Regions from separate parts of the Mus musculus genome. Here all the other regions are linked to region 1. The links are chromatin contacts, called in public Hi-C maps. All regions are on one chromosome and are shown on one strand. The core of a region is the stretch at or near the end of the contact, and the rest is flanking DNA. Distances in the headings are between cores, read along the strand shown. Region 1 has its middle 78 kb from the start of Gm39591. Region 2 overlaps Sulf1 (sulfatase 1). Region 3 overlaps Sulf1 (sulfatase 1).

The links. A called contact is a pair of places that touch in the nucleus more often than the background predicts.
Region 2: a contact with region 1 is called in a Hi-C map of uterus, with 9 times the contacts expected there. The contact joins two enhancer-like sites. A contact is called at or near these places in 3 of 484 Hi-C or Micro-C datasets (all in uterus) and 2 of 9 other capture datasets (adipose tissue and embryonic stem cells).
Region 3: a Hi-C map of uterus shows a contact between it and region 1, with 4 times the contacts expected there. The contact joins two enhancer-like sites. A contact is called at or near these places in 1 of 484 Hi-C or Micro-C datasets (uterus) and 1 of 115 datasets of contacts at active chromatin or transcription factors (embryonic stem cells).

The regions. Positions count from the first base shown.
Region 1 is chr1:12,508,143-12,512,343 of GRCm38.p6, reverse strand. No RefSeq gene overlaps it. Among named protein-coding and RNA genes, the nearest start is that of Gm39591, 78 kb to the right of the region's middle. RefSeq lists an enhancer at 451-3,168. Within about 2 kb of position 1,998, at least 41 of the 459 cell types and tissues checked have an H3K27ac peak or open chromatin away from gene starts, as enhancers often do. A contact at or near this core is called in uterus, where this site is marked.
Region 2 is chr1:12,833,721-12,837,921 of GRCm38.p6, reverse strand. Sulf1 (sulfatase 1) reads right to left here. Exons shown (of 22, transcript NM_001198565.1): 13 at 1,593-1,809. Among named protein-coding and RNA genes, the nearest start is that of Sulf1, 140 kb to the right of the region's middle. Within about 2 kb of position 1,736, at least 78 of the 459 cell types and tissues checked have an H3K27ac peak or open chromatin away from gene starts, as enhancers often do. A contact at or near this core is called in uterus, where this site is marked.
Region 3 is chr1:12,812,686-12,816,886 of GRCm38.p6, reverse strand. The region is part of intron 7 of Sulf1 (sulfatase 1); the gene reads right to left. Among named protein-coding and RNA genes, the nearest start is that of Sulf1, 120 kb to the right of the region's middle. Within about 2 kb of position 2,371, at least 24 of the 459 cell types and tissues checked have an H3K27ac peak or open chromatin away from gene starts, as enhancers often do. A contact at or near this core is called in uterus, where this site is marked.

The DNA of each region.
Region 1 (4,201 bases), core at 749-3,248:
TTAAATTTAGAGGTGTAAGCAATATTAGAGGTGAATATTGCTGGAAGATTGTATATGAGAGAGGAAGGATGTAGAATAATTATAAGAAACTCCTCTGTGTAGGTTTGGATAACTGGGGAGAAAGTGATGATGTTTAATGGGATGGGAACGCTAAGATGGATAGAGTTCCATGTTTTCTTATTTATTTTTATTTATTTTTTATGTGTAGCAACGTTGAGAATCATAAGTTGGCTTTGGAAATCATTTTGAGAGGTATGCCATTGTAGACACAGGAGGTCATGCAGGCCCTGCAGCACACCTGCTTGGAACCTCGGTAAGGACTCCAAGGGAAACAGTAAATCTGGAGTTCACTGGCACATTCATGACATGAAGAGGTCTGGAGCTGTTGGCTTCCATTTCCGCTAATGACCCTTCCACTGGGAGAGTGGGTAGAGATGGAGAGGAGTTGCCTTCAGAGAAAGCCTCAGGGTAGCCCAAAGTGTTGGTGTTTGTTATCAGATGGTTCAATACATTTCTTATGCTCCACTGATTATTTTTTAAAAATATGAAGCTTCCCCAGTCTCAGAGTTTGGAATTCTATATTCCATACAGTTTAGTACTGGTGTATAGTCTTTTTTTTTTTTTTTTTTTTTTGGCCATTGTTATCTGAGAAGCTTTAGATTCTTAAGAGACCCACAATTTTCCTTTTAACTTCTGATGTGAGAAGTCTGTTGGTATGTCTTAATCTCTTAATTACTGTAGTTTTATTCTGGTTTCAACATGCTAGAAAACACTTAAATTTGATACCATTAAGGGAAATGTTTCATGTGTCTTTTTATGCCCCTCAGTTCTCAAGGCATTTATAAACACAGCAGTTAAGGTTTCTTATCCAGAGACTAGCATAGATTCTATTAAATGAGGTATAATTTGGCTTTCCAACAGACTGTCAAGCCCGGTCTGCAGTCAGCCCAGCCCAGCCCAGTATACTCAACCCTTCCAAGCATGTTGACATCTTGTTGGGATGTAGAAATAAATGGAATTTATATATAAAAAAGTGAAATCCCAGCACCATGGAGAGAGAGAGAGAGAGAGAGAGAGAGAGAGAGAGAGAGAGAGAGAGAGAGAGAGAGAGAGAGAGAGAATTTATAGGTGACTGTGAAATTTAATCATTTGTGCCTTTAAGGGAGCAGCTAAGTAGTGTTGGAGGCCATGATTATGCAGGAACTTGGGCTCAACCCTCAGGAATTCAGGAATTAAAAACAAATAAGACCCCAATGGCAGGATTCTATAAGGGCTTTTCTTCCTCACTGATATGGCCAAAATCCTGCTGAGACAAACTCGTGCGCCCGCGTGCACACACACACACACACACACCCACCCCTACATACCTCTGTATACCCGGTTTGCCTTTCCTCTCTCCATATGATAAACATATTTATCAACCATCCAGAGAAAAGAGCATAACTTAGTTGATATCCTTGTTCAAGTTCTCGTTTGGAATTTATCATATGCGATTGATGCCAGAAATATTTAGAGGAAGAAAGACCCAGATCTAACTGTCCTCACCCTCTGTGAACGCAAGAGAGGTAGCACTGTACTGTGCCTGCCTGCCAACAGTACAATTCTGCCTGGGGCTACGCTGGTGCCGTTGGCTCCCATTGTGAATCCTCTAATGCTTCAGAATGCTTCATTTTCCACTTTCCTCCTGATCGTCTTCCCACTGTGATTTCACAGAAAAACCCACACACTGCCAGAGGATCCTCTACAATTACAGGATTTATGGGGTGCTAACGCAGCCCCTGGGCCAGGCCATCAAAGGAAGGGGCTACTCAGCGATTCCAGAGTTTGTGCGTCTGCAAAAGGAAATGGTCTAGAAGGCAATTGTTTATTACCAAATTGAAAAAAGTTGAGCAGTTACTGGGAAGCTTACTGGATAGCATGAGGCATCCAGTTCTTTAAACCAGTGTGGAGTGTTTAAGATTTTCCTTCCACTGCATGGCTTTCTAAGACGTGCTGCTGCCCATGAAGTCACCGCCCCTAGTCTGCTGATGAAGAGTGACTCCCTTGTCCTGCCTCACATTTCCTACTTGGGAGAAGATGTGAATTAAACACAGATGTTTAGAAACATAAAAATCTCAGTTGCTGAAAGGACGTTGTCTGGGACAAAAGCCAGTGGAATCTCTAATTCTGCTTTGTATTTACATTGTTTACTGAGAGGCTTTTGAGGTAAGACTATAAAAATTTATTGAGGAACACTTCTGATATATGTTGAACAAAGATATATATTTTTTAAATAGCAGAATGGAAAAAATGTGGAAAATAGACTAAATCGAAAGCTGTCTAATTACACAAATCAGAATCCATGATCATAAGAAATTGTAGTGTTCTGCCAGGAATGAACACGCAGCGTAGCTCAGCTTGCCCGACACAGAAGGAGGTGAGGTAGACTTGCCACTTTTTCGTTCCTTCTGCTCCATCACAGCTGAGAAGAGTTGCATCATGTGAGCCAAGCATCCGAACGAGTAAGAGCATGATGCAGTCTTGTGTATACACTTCTTTCTAAGTGTTGAGATCAGTTGCATTTCCATAGGCTTGGCTATATGAAATCTTCAAGGTAATTGATACTGCAGGATTGGTGCAGGTCACAAGTTAATACTCTCCCAGGATGTGTCATCTTACTCCAGACCTGCTGTCTCTCCCCTTTTCTACTATTTTCTGTGCCATAAGGCATCCTGAAGATTTGGCATGGTCAAGTGTACCTAGCCCTCAATCGCCACTAAAGACCTGAGGGAGCACATTTGAGTTGAGTCTAAGGCAACAAAACACATCCATTAAACAATGGAATATCACTCATAGGGCAATATATTTAGAGAGATGATGAGCAATAATCCAGTTTTCACCCTGTCTTTTTTATATTTAAACCACACATCTTCATCAAACAAGAGATCTGAATAGAGTTTTTTAACCAACAATCTAGGTAAAAGATAGTTTAAAATCCTCACCTGTGAGGGCCTTCCAGTGTCTCCAAGGCACAGAATACTAAACTTTATGGTTTTATTTCCCATCCAAAGGAAATATGATGTCGAAGAGGCCTTCATCTACATCTCACTGTGACCTCCCACAGTTCTTCCCAGCCACTCTGATGGCTGCTGGTGGAAAGGGCTGGCTGGATCAGAAAGCAAAGCTACAGGTGCTAGCTTGTGCGCTCTCCCAGGGCCCCTAGCATCTGCCAAAGCCTGGAAGTCAGAAGGATGGGGATAGCTTTTCATGTAATTCCTATTATTTCAAAAAATGTTCTTGCTCCTGCCAGTTCCCAAGCTTTTTAGATAGTTGTTAGGAAAGTAGCTGAACATGTTCTTTTGTTCTCATTGAGTTCACACACACACACACACACACACACACACACACACACACACGTTCCAATTTAAAGTGGGTAGTGATTCCAAGAAGCTGAGAAAGTGTCTCAAGCATACTGTTACCACAGTGGCTTTCACTTACTAATGATAGGAGCTCCTGCTTTGCCCTTAGGCAGCACCAGACTGAGTAGGTAGGCGCTGCATACTTACTACAGAGGGGAAGGTGATATGCAGAGATGTTGCTTGCTAAGAGTCTATGTTCATAATCTCCTTTCAGGATCGTGTAGTCTCTAACATTCTATGGAAGAGCCTTCTGAAAGGCTGCATCTAATTCCCATCTAATCTTTTTCAAGATCTTCCATCTGTCCAGCCATCATACAAAATGCAATTAAAAATCTAATGTAAGAATGTCAATGTCTAGATAAATTAGGTAGACAAAATGTGATTCTCAAATTACAAGATCTCAATAGGTCATTGTTTGTTTAATTTCCCATATGATTCACTTGACTTCTGGCTCAGCTCATTTTACAGTAAGACTGTAAAAAAATCAATTGCCTCCCTATAGGGTGTGCTGCGATTAGCTGTGAACTCATAATTTTAACAACAGATTGGTATTAATTAATGCCTCTTGATGCCTTATATGGGACACATTTAGATGTCATTATGTGTTCTAAGGGGGCTTCCTTCTTTTCTTCATACACAATACTCCAGAATACCCTGTCAGGCACTCCTAACCCTACCCCAACCCTTGGAGTTTCCTGCTGAACATCTCTGCAGGCGTGACTCCAGCTTCCTTTGGGTCCCTTGGAGAATGAACAAGTCAGCCATTATCTCTGTAGCGCACACTCTAAGGATGGTGAAGAGTT
Region 2 (4,201 bases), core at 487-2,986, 330 kb before region 1:
ACTGAAGCACTGGGTTTTGCTGGGCTTTCCCTAGGTCCTAGAGCCTGAACACGCTGGGTCCTGGAGCCTGAACGCACTGCCTCACCACTGCCTTGAGCTGCTTTTTAAAAGAGACGACCCCTCTCAACACCGCACATTTACACAAGTACAGGGCAGCGCTCTAAAACGACTAAATTTGTGAATGTTTGCATCAGCCATGTAACATTTTGAACACTTGATATTAAGAGTAAGGCCGCTGCGCACCTGCAGTGCACTACTATGGGATGCTGCCTGATGTCCGCTGGGTCCTGGCTAAGGGTGTTATTGTACAAGCTCTGACCTCGGCTTTCATGCTTGGGCTTTGCCAAGCACACTTCTCTGGAATCTTGTCTTCAGCTTCCTAAGTCACGAAGAAGAGTCACAGAGACGAGGGAATCGCAACTGTCAGCCTTCCTACAGGGGAGCTTGGTCCCTATAGGACCCCTTACTTTCCAGGTGCAGTAGTGGCTGCCATGACAGACGACGACTTGCACCACTATCACCTCAGGAAAAGAGGAAACCTGCTCCTGTTGTAGGATGCAGTTTGAAAACTTTCTGGCAGGGGACAGTGTTCCTGCTGCTAAGTGGGATGCTTGTATCAGGGGGCCTTGTAACCTTATTAATTCTAGCTGTGATTTTTCTTATGAGGTTTAAGTGTGAAATTTCCTTCCAGGAGGAAAGACAATCCCGTAACTCTGTGTACTGGCTATAAACCACTTTAAGAACCAGTGAAGACCAGTCCACCTAGATAAGGAATTCATGGCCCTCTAGTCTATTCTGTTCAGCACAAAAATGTCGCTTTAAGGAACTCTGAGTCTCTTAAGTGTTTTGTGTCCAATTAAACAGAACTTATTTGTTTCCAGACATAGAATGTGCACAGATTTGAGCCACTTCTCTAATATGCCACGAGGTGGCAGTAGACTATCATTCTTCAGTAGATGTTCCTCCTGTTTTCTGTAGTCTGTATCAATCAGTTACCTGAGAGTTTTTACTAAAAAAAAAAAAAAGAAACAAAAAACCTGTAGGCAGTAAGGATATGCTGTACTGAGTTCAACTAATTTGATACTGCCACTCAACAAGATACAAGCGTCTGACAACATTTAAAGATACAGTCTAAAACATGAAAAATATGCGTTTAAAAACTGCTCATGTCTTTCCTCTAAGGTTAAACACACATGAACTGATTGATACCTAAAATTTAACTTTTAAATCAAGTTAAGGCAGGCATATTAGAGCATTACCATGAAGGTAAAGTCAGATGGCTCTAACCCTCCCCCACTGGTCCCGAGGGACACCCGCTGCGTGTGTGGATGCCCTGGTCCCTAGGAAGTTACTAAGTGGATTTTTATTCTATACTAAGTGAAAATGCTCGCAAAGTAAAATTTCTAGCTGATCTTTGCTATCTTACTTTAAACTGAGCAATGATTTTTGCTTTTATCCTGAAATCTAGGCACCGAGAACATCTCATTTGTGTGTGAATCACGGGGGAGGTTGTCTTGAAAAGGGATCCTCCTGCCGCTGTATGTGTGTGGGGTGTGGGGGGGGGCTGGGGGGGGTCACAAGGTTGAGCTTACTTGGTGTTCCCTTGTTCCTCAGGAACTGCCTTTGATTCTTTCTCTGGCTTCTGCTCGAGCGATAGCCAGAGTCCCTACAATGGCACTCTTTGTCTTTGTCATGCAATCCGCGAGAGTAGAGGTTGCGTGCATTCTGACGGACCGTGAGCAGGTCGCTGGGTCCCTTACACTTGTGGATTCGGAGCTTGCCGGATGTGTCCTCGATGCACTGCCAGTTCTGCAAGAGCCAGCGGGAAGCAGTTGGCGATGCTGAGCCAGTTGTTATTTACAAAGCACCCTAGCAGTAGCTAGGTGTCCGTCAGTCCGGTCCCCCATCATCACCTCCCCCCTCCCCCACCCCTGCCCCGTCCCTCACTGCTAATTCCATTAAGGAGCATAAATGAAAGGGGACTGGCTTTTAAGTGACCCTGCAGTAACTGCTCAGTTCTATTTCGTTTGTGGCAGGCACATACAGATGACAAATCATTGGGAATCAGAACTGCCTCGATGACACTGGCGCTGATAAATGAATCCTCCGCCCCCAGACTAAACAGTCTTGAATGAACCGTGTTAAAACCCTTAGTGTCCCAACACGGAGCCAGCTGTCAGCGCTGCTTCCACCAGGACCCCAAACTGCCCCATTTGTTCTGGAAAAACAAACTTGCCTGCTTTGTTCTCTGCCTCTTGGTTTCTAAAGTGAGCCTGGGCAGAGTGGCAGAGGAGCAAGACGGAGAGGAATTTAATTTGAGGCCATTACCGGCAAAGCCAACTCTGGGTATCCCAGACATTGGCAAACTCATCGTGTTTTCTTTTGATTTTCCTTCTTCTCCTACAAACTCTTCACGCCCGCAGCATGTGGTGGGTCCCAGGGAGACTGATTCGACCTTCCCAGAAAATGCGCTCTGCGGGGGTGGTAGTGGGGGTCGCATTGGGGTTCCTAGTTCCTGTTTTGTCCACAGCTGTGGGAATGCAGCAAGTTCACAGTTCTGGTTCCAACAATGTCTTTTCACCCCGGGAGGCCTCTCAGAAGCCCCTCTCCATTCGAAAGGCCCAATAACTTCTTTACATTTCAGTTTTTCTCTTACAAGCCCTAAAGGACTCACTGGTCAGTAGGAAGAATCCTGGCCTTCATTTGAAGCTATGTTAGCAAGACAACAGAGTGAGCCTGGATAAGGACTAGCACTGTTAAATGTATCCTTTTCTCCCTCCCATATACAAGTGTCGCCTGTGTGCTATTATTGTGTGTATTTCAATGCATAGGTTTCTAAGCTGACACCAGCACAATATACGTATGCTCTAAATATCCATGCGGGCTGAGCCACACATAATTTCAGATAAGTCCTGTCTTGGTGGTAAGGACTTTAATCCTAGCACTTGGGAAGTAGAGGTAGGCGGATCTCTGAGTTCAAGGCCAGACCAGTCTACAGAGTAAGTTTCAGAACAGCCAGGCCTACACAGAGAAAACCTGTCTCAAAAACCTAAAGAAGTCATGTGTGAATAGGATACCCACTCTAGTAGTGTCTATGAGTAGCTCATATCTCCCACTGGTAAGCCAATACCACCAGGAGGCGTCTCTGATGTAAAAAAGCTTGGCCAAGCAATGTGATGGTTCTGTCAGCAGATAAATCAAATGCATAGTAAATCATGGGCAAGCCTTCGCCGTGAGCAAGGGCTCTGCGGTTAACATCCATTTTCATCAAGAGAGCCGCATGCCTGTGCTATATGTATAATTATCAGAGCAGCATTGGGGCTTTCGACCCCACGCCCTGAGCATCTAGAACTCACGCTATGGTCCCACCTGAGCCTCCACACCTCTGCTGTTTCCAAATGATTATTTCAAGCCATGTTACATTCGTCTCTTTTCAGGCTTGGCCTGAAGTGCCTTGAACCTTCAAGGTCTTCACACAGAAGAGCAGGTTGCTGAAGAAAAGGCAGCTAACTACCAAGCCACGTCAGGAAAAGGCAACACAGACCACAGCAATGTGAGGACCAAGCTGCAGAAGATTAAGTAGAGGCTAGCGAGGAGGCTCAGTGACTAAGCACTTTCTGCTCTTCTAGCACATCCAGGGTCAGTTCCCAGCATCCATCTGGACCAGGCAGCTCACATCCACCAGGACCTCCAGTCTCAGGGAATCTAACACTCAGATAAACCAATAAATCTGGTAGCTGATGCCTGTATTCTCAGCACTCAAGAAGCTGAGACAAGTCTGGAGGCAGCTTGGACTGTAAGACTCTATCTCAAACAAACAAACAAACAAACAAACATATGAATAAATTTGTTTAGGCCCAACTCAGCCGTGTCACAAAGTTGGGAATGAGTCCCAACTTTGACTAGATACTGGCACTTGTGATTAGAATCCTACGTGATTTTAATGTCTTTCATGGACCTCTTTGCAGCTGGAATCTTTGCTGGGGAAATCGGCAGAAGGAAAATATTTCAGTCTCAATAGCTCAGGTGTTTGAGTCTTTGAAAAGGATACAGACATTTGGGGTTTGTGTACATGGAAAGATGTGTCTAAAAATGTGCAGATGTAGTTGGTTCAAAAATGATTATGGCAGGACGAAAACTGTGACCTGCACTTCTGCGCGTCAGGATGTGTGGTCCGCTTATACGGAGGCAGCTTGCCTAG
Region 3 (4,201 bases), core at 1,122-3,621, 300 kb before region 1:
TCTCAACATACTTCTTTCTCTTGACTCTCTTAAGATAACCTTATTGCTCGCTTACATACTGCTGTCATGAGGTTTGTTCTTTGTTCATGGTGGAGCTTAAAACCATGGATTCAGTTGTATTTTCTGGGATTATAACCAAGGCTGAGTCTGCCATTTACACAGTTACTAAGAAAGTACTTGCCTCATAGAGAAATCAATAGGGTTAGAGGACAAGGGTTCTGTTAACTATAGAGAAGTGGGTTTTGCTGTGGAGTAGGTGTGTTCACACTTACAGTGTGTGTGTGTGTGTGTGTGTGTGTGTGTGTATGTGTGTGTGTGTGTGTGTGTGTAGTGGTTTGCAGAGATTAATGGTATCAGCTACACAGCCCTGGAAACTCAAAATGATCACTTTCTTATCAAGTCTTCCCTAAATTCCATTAGATGACACCATCTCATGCTCCTGAGGTGAGACCTATGTTACGGAGACACTATTAGGCATTCATTGAAGCCTTCTCTTCACAAGCTATTAAAAGCTCACAGAGGGAGTATTTACTGTAAAGTAGTATCTAGATTATTTTATATATTCTAACTAACTTGACTGTCTCAGCTCTTTTGGTTAAAGGTTCATTGTCCCCATTTTACATCTTTGGAAACCAAGCCAGGTAGGCAAGTAACATCGTTGAACAAAGATAGCAGAATCAAGCCTGAATCCCACAGCGCATAAACATGAACATGAACAAAGCAATGCATAAGGGATGCTTCCTCTGTCTGAGAGTGCCAGTCTCCCAGAGCAAGCCACCGGCTGTGTTGAGGAATCAGTTTATCTATCCCTGTTTGCAGGATAGAATTCTTCAGTTGAAGGATTGTGGAAAGAAAGTCTGACAGTGAGCCTGGAAGCAGTCCTGTTGAAACAGGTAATTTTAGGAGAAATTCGAGTACCCAGTCTGTAATATGGAACTCCCTCTACAACACTGCATGGCTGTGCCTGGGGATGTTCACATGCACACCGAGCCAGAGATGGCACCTGATTTTCACATTTTCTTCTGCCAGAGGGTCCATTCAGATAGTCAGTAATGTTAGATGGGAGCAGACATCATTTTGCTACCTGGTTTGCTCACAGTCATCAGTTAAGCCCTGGAAGCGCCATTGCCAAAGGTACAAATGGTGCCTGGTAGAAGACATGAATTCCCACTAAAGGGATAACTGAAGAGCACAAAGCAACCCTGAGTCTGCACATGTGTGAGTGGGGTGCAGGGGGTTCCTCTAGGACTTGCACAACTCAACAAGCAAATTCTCTTCATGTGAATGTCTGGGTCAAAACAGTCCTGGGACATTAAACGACCGAGTCTCTGAGAATCATCTGCCATTCTTTTCAAACGAACCATCCCTTCCCATTTTTCCTCTTCCTTTTAATGACTACGTCAAAGAGAATCTTTGAATATCGGTGTTTGCTGCCTACCAGATAAATGATTCTGGAGCCAAGTGGTTCCAGTTTTTGGCCTGAAAGGATTCCCCCTTTCTAGAAAAGGCTGCAATGATAAGTGGGTACAGCAGAAGGGATGGAGTCCGCCTTTCCCGCTGGCTATGCAGCATGCGTGGTACAAACAGGATTAGATTAAGAAGCTGAGAAGGACAGAGAAGCTCGAAAATCCCCAAGCAAAGGTTTTGCACCCATGAACTGGGGCCCCGGGGTAGGGGAATTTGGGGGAGGAGTATGAGGTCAGAGCAAGACAGCACATTGGTCATGAAAGGTCTCCTAGTCTTTTACCAATTGTGGCCCCAAAGGGAATCCAGCTGTAAGAGATTACACAGGGTTTCTGCATAATACCCATCCTCCCCACACTGCCTTTGAAGTTAGGTCGGCTTAATTTAAAAATAAATCTAGTTGACTTTTTTTTAAAACCACAAAACCTCAACGCAAATAAAAATTACAATAGGCAACCGACATGCAGGCTCACGTGGGCAAATTACATCTTCCACCAGTTACCTTGATGTACTTGGCGCAGCCCCACCTCACTTTGAGGAGCCGGGAAACTTGCAGCAAATTACAAGCCTCAAATTGGACTCCTGGATTTACCAAATGACATATGTTAAATCTGGCTTATATTAAAAGGGAGAGTTCAGGGCCTGTTGTCAAAGCTGTCCACCCTCCCCCTGTAGTTTTCTGACTTTCTCAATATGGGAGATGACCTCTAGCTTAGAAGAGGACATTCCAGGTGGGATCCCAGCGGGGGGATCAGGGCTCTGGGGGCACACATTTGCTTTTTAAAGGAAGACAGACAGCCGCTGTTCCCCCCACCTCCCAAGAACAGCAGCTGTTCAGAGACCTGCAGGTGGAAGGTCCGGGGTGCTGGAACTGACAACATTGTTGAAAAGTGATCTTTTGCCAAAGACTGTGGTTGCCTCCTGCTGAGGTCTGCCAAATTCCTTGAAGATGCAGCCTTCTGTCCTCCAGTGATAATTAAGGCTTGCTTGCATAAGGACCTGACTTCAGTCTCCCCAAAGAGGGCCGGGAGCTGTCTCAGGGACAGCTTCACTGAAAGAACACTCCTTACAACTGGGAAACTGTCTTCAGTTGTTGGGTACCCCGCTCTCCTTTTGCAAAGTGCTCAGGCTAGCGGCTCTAGGCCACTGTTCCCTCTGTGTCCTCACACCGACCCAAGCTCCCAGGCACAGAGGTCCCCAACCCCAGAACAGGTGAGTTTTTTCCAACAATCCTTCCATCTTTCACCTTTAGCTAAATTGAAAGTATTGTCCTTTCTACTGAGGAATTGTTGAATATCAGTTTATGCTGCAGATACATAATCTGGCTCATTAGATGTATCACAGAAAAGTGGCCATCACTGATTGTCACTTTAAAATTGAGAGGACAAAGGATCAGATCATTGCTTTTTGAGTTTCTGTCCTTTCAATACAAAACAAGGCAACAAATGACCTAGAGGTATCGCTCTCTCAGGCTTGGTAACAATTCCAGCCTGTGAAGTGCAGGGTTCAGACAGATCTGCTTGTCCCCCACATCTGCAGCTCCCTATGACTGTCCCTGGGCTGGGAGGCAGGCTTTGTATTTGCCTCCCTGAGGCTTCTCTGTGTGCTGTTTTCCCCTGTCTGGCTTTTGTGGGTGTCTTGCTCAGGACTACACCGCATGCACACACCTGGTCGCCCAGTGAAGTTCAGTCTTCAACAGGATGCTAATTTTCTTCCCAGTTTGAGTCTTTTTTCCCTGAGTTACTTTTTGACTAAAATCAGGAAAAAGGATTCTGAAAAAAAAATCAACAATAACACCTTCCTCTTCCATGGTTACGTTTTTGTTGTTGTTGTTGTTGTTGTTGTTTTTGTTTTTTAAATAATAGAATGATTCTTAGTAGCCAAGAAATAGCTTCAAGAAATGCATGTGTTGTATATTAAATTCACATTGGTGAATATGAACTTTGTGGTTCCTTTTGAATATTGATGATCTTTGCTGTCATTCCAGTGAAAATATATTTCTTTTGTTGATGTATTGAACATCTGTTTTCTTCATTATTTTTCAGTTGCAAACACCAACAAAAAAGACGCTGATACTGATAGTGTTGTTCATTGAGTGGTGGGGTAGGTCTCGGTGCATAGTTAGCACAAGCCCATTCTACAATCTTCCTACACACTTGCAAAGCCTTGCCTTGGAGACTCTAGACCTGCTCTCCCATGTCAAGTCATCTTCCATTTCATTAAAATGGAGTTTCCATAATTGACTTTACGGAGATCTGCCCCACTTGACTTCAAACGTCTTTAGGCAGATAACATTTGAACGAATGCAGAGTAAGACCAAATGATCTTGATTATAGGAATACACTAAAAAGAGAATTGCTTAATGATGCTGGAAATGCCCACTGCAATTATGCAAATATGTATGGTCCACTTTGATATTCATTGTGGCTGGGACATGAAGTGAGACATGGTCTGGTGTAATGGACAGGACAGCTGGGACACGGAAAGGTGGCATCTGTCCCTAACTACTTATGTCACCTGAACAAAGCCATTTAGGCTTTCAGTAAAGCAAACAACTGGGACTTTATTTATTTATTTATCTATTTATTTATTTAATTTTTAAAAATTATAGAATTAAGAGAATTGCTAGTTGATCTTTGAACTCTTAAACATTTTTTGAAGAATTCTAGTACTATATCTGAAAAATTATTTTCATGTCAGCTAGCTGGTGAGGTCAACATTATTCACTTGGAAAACA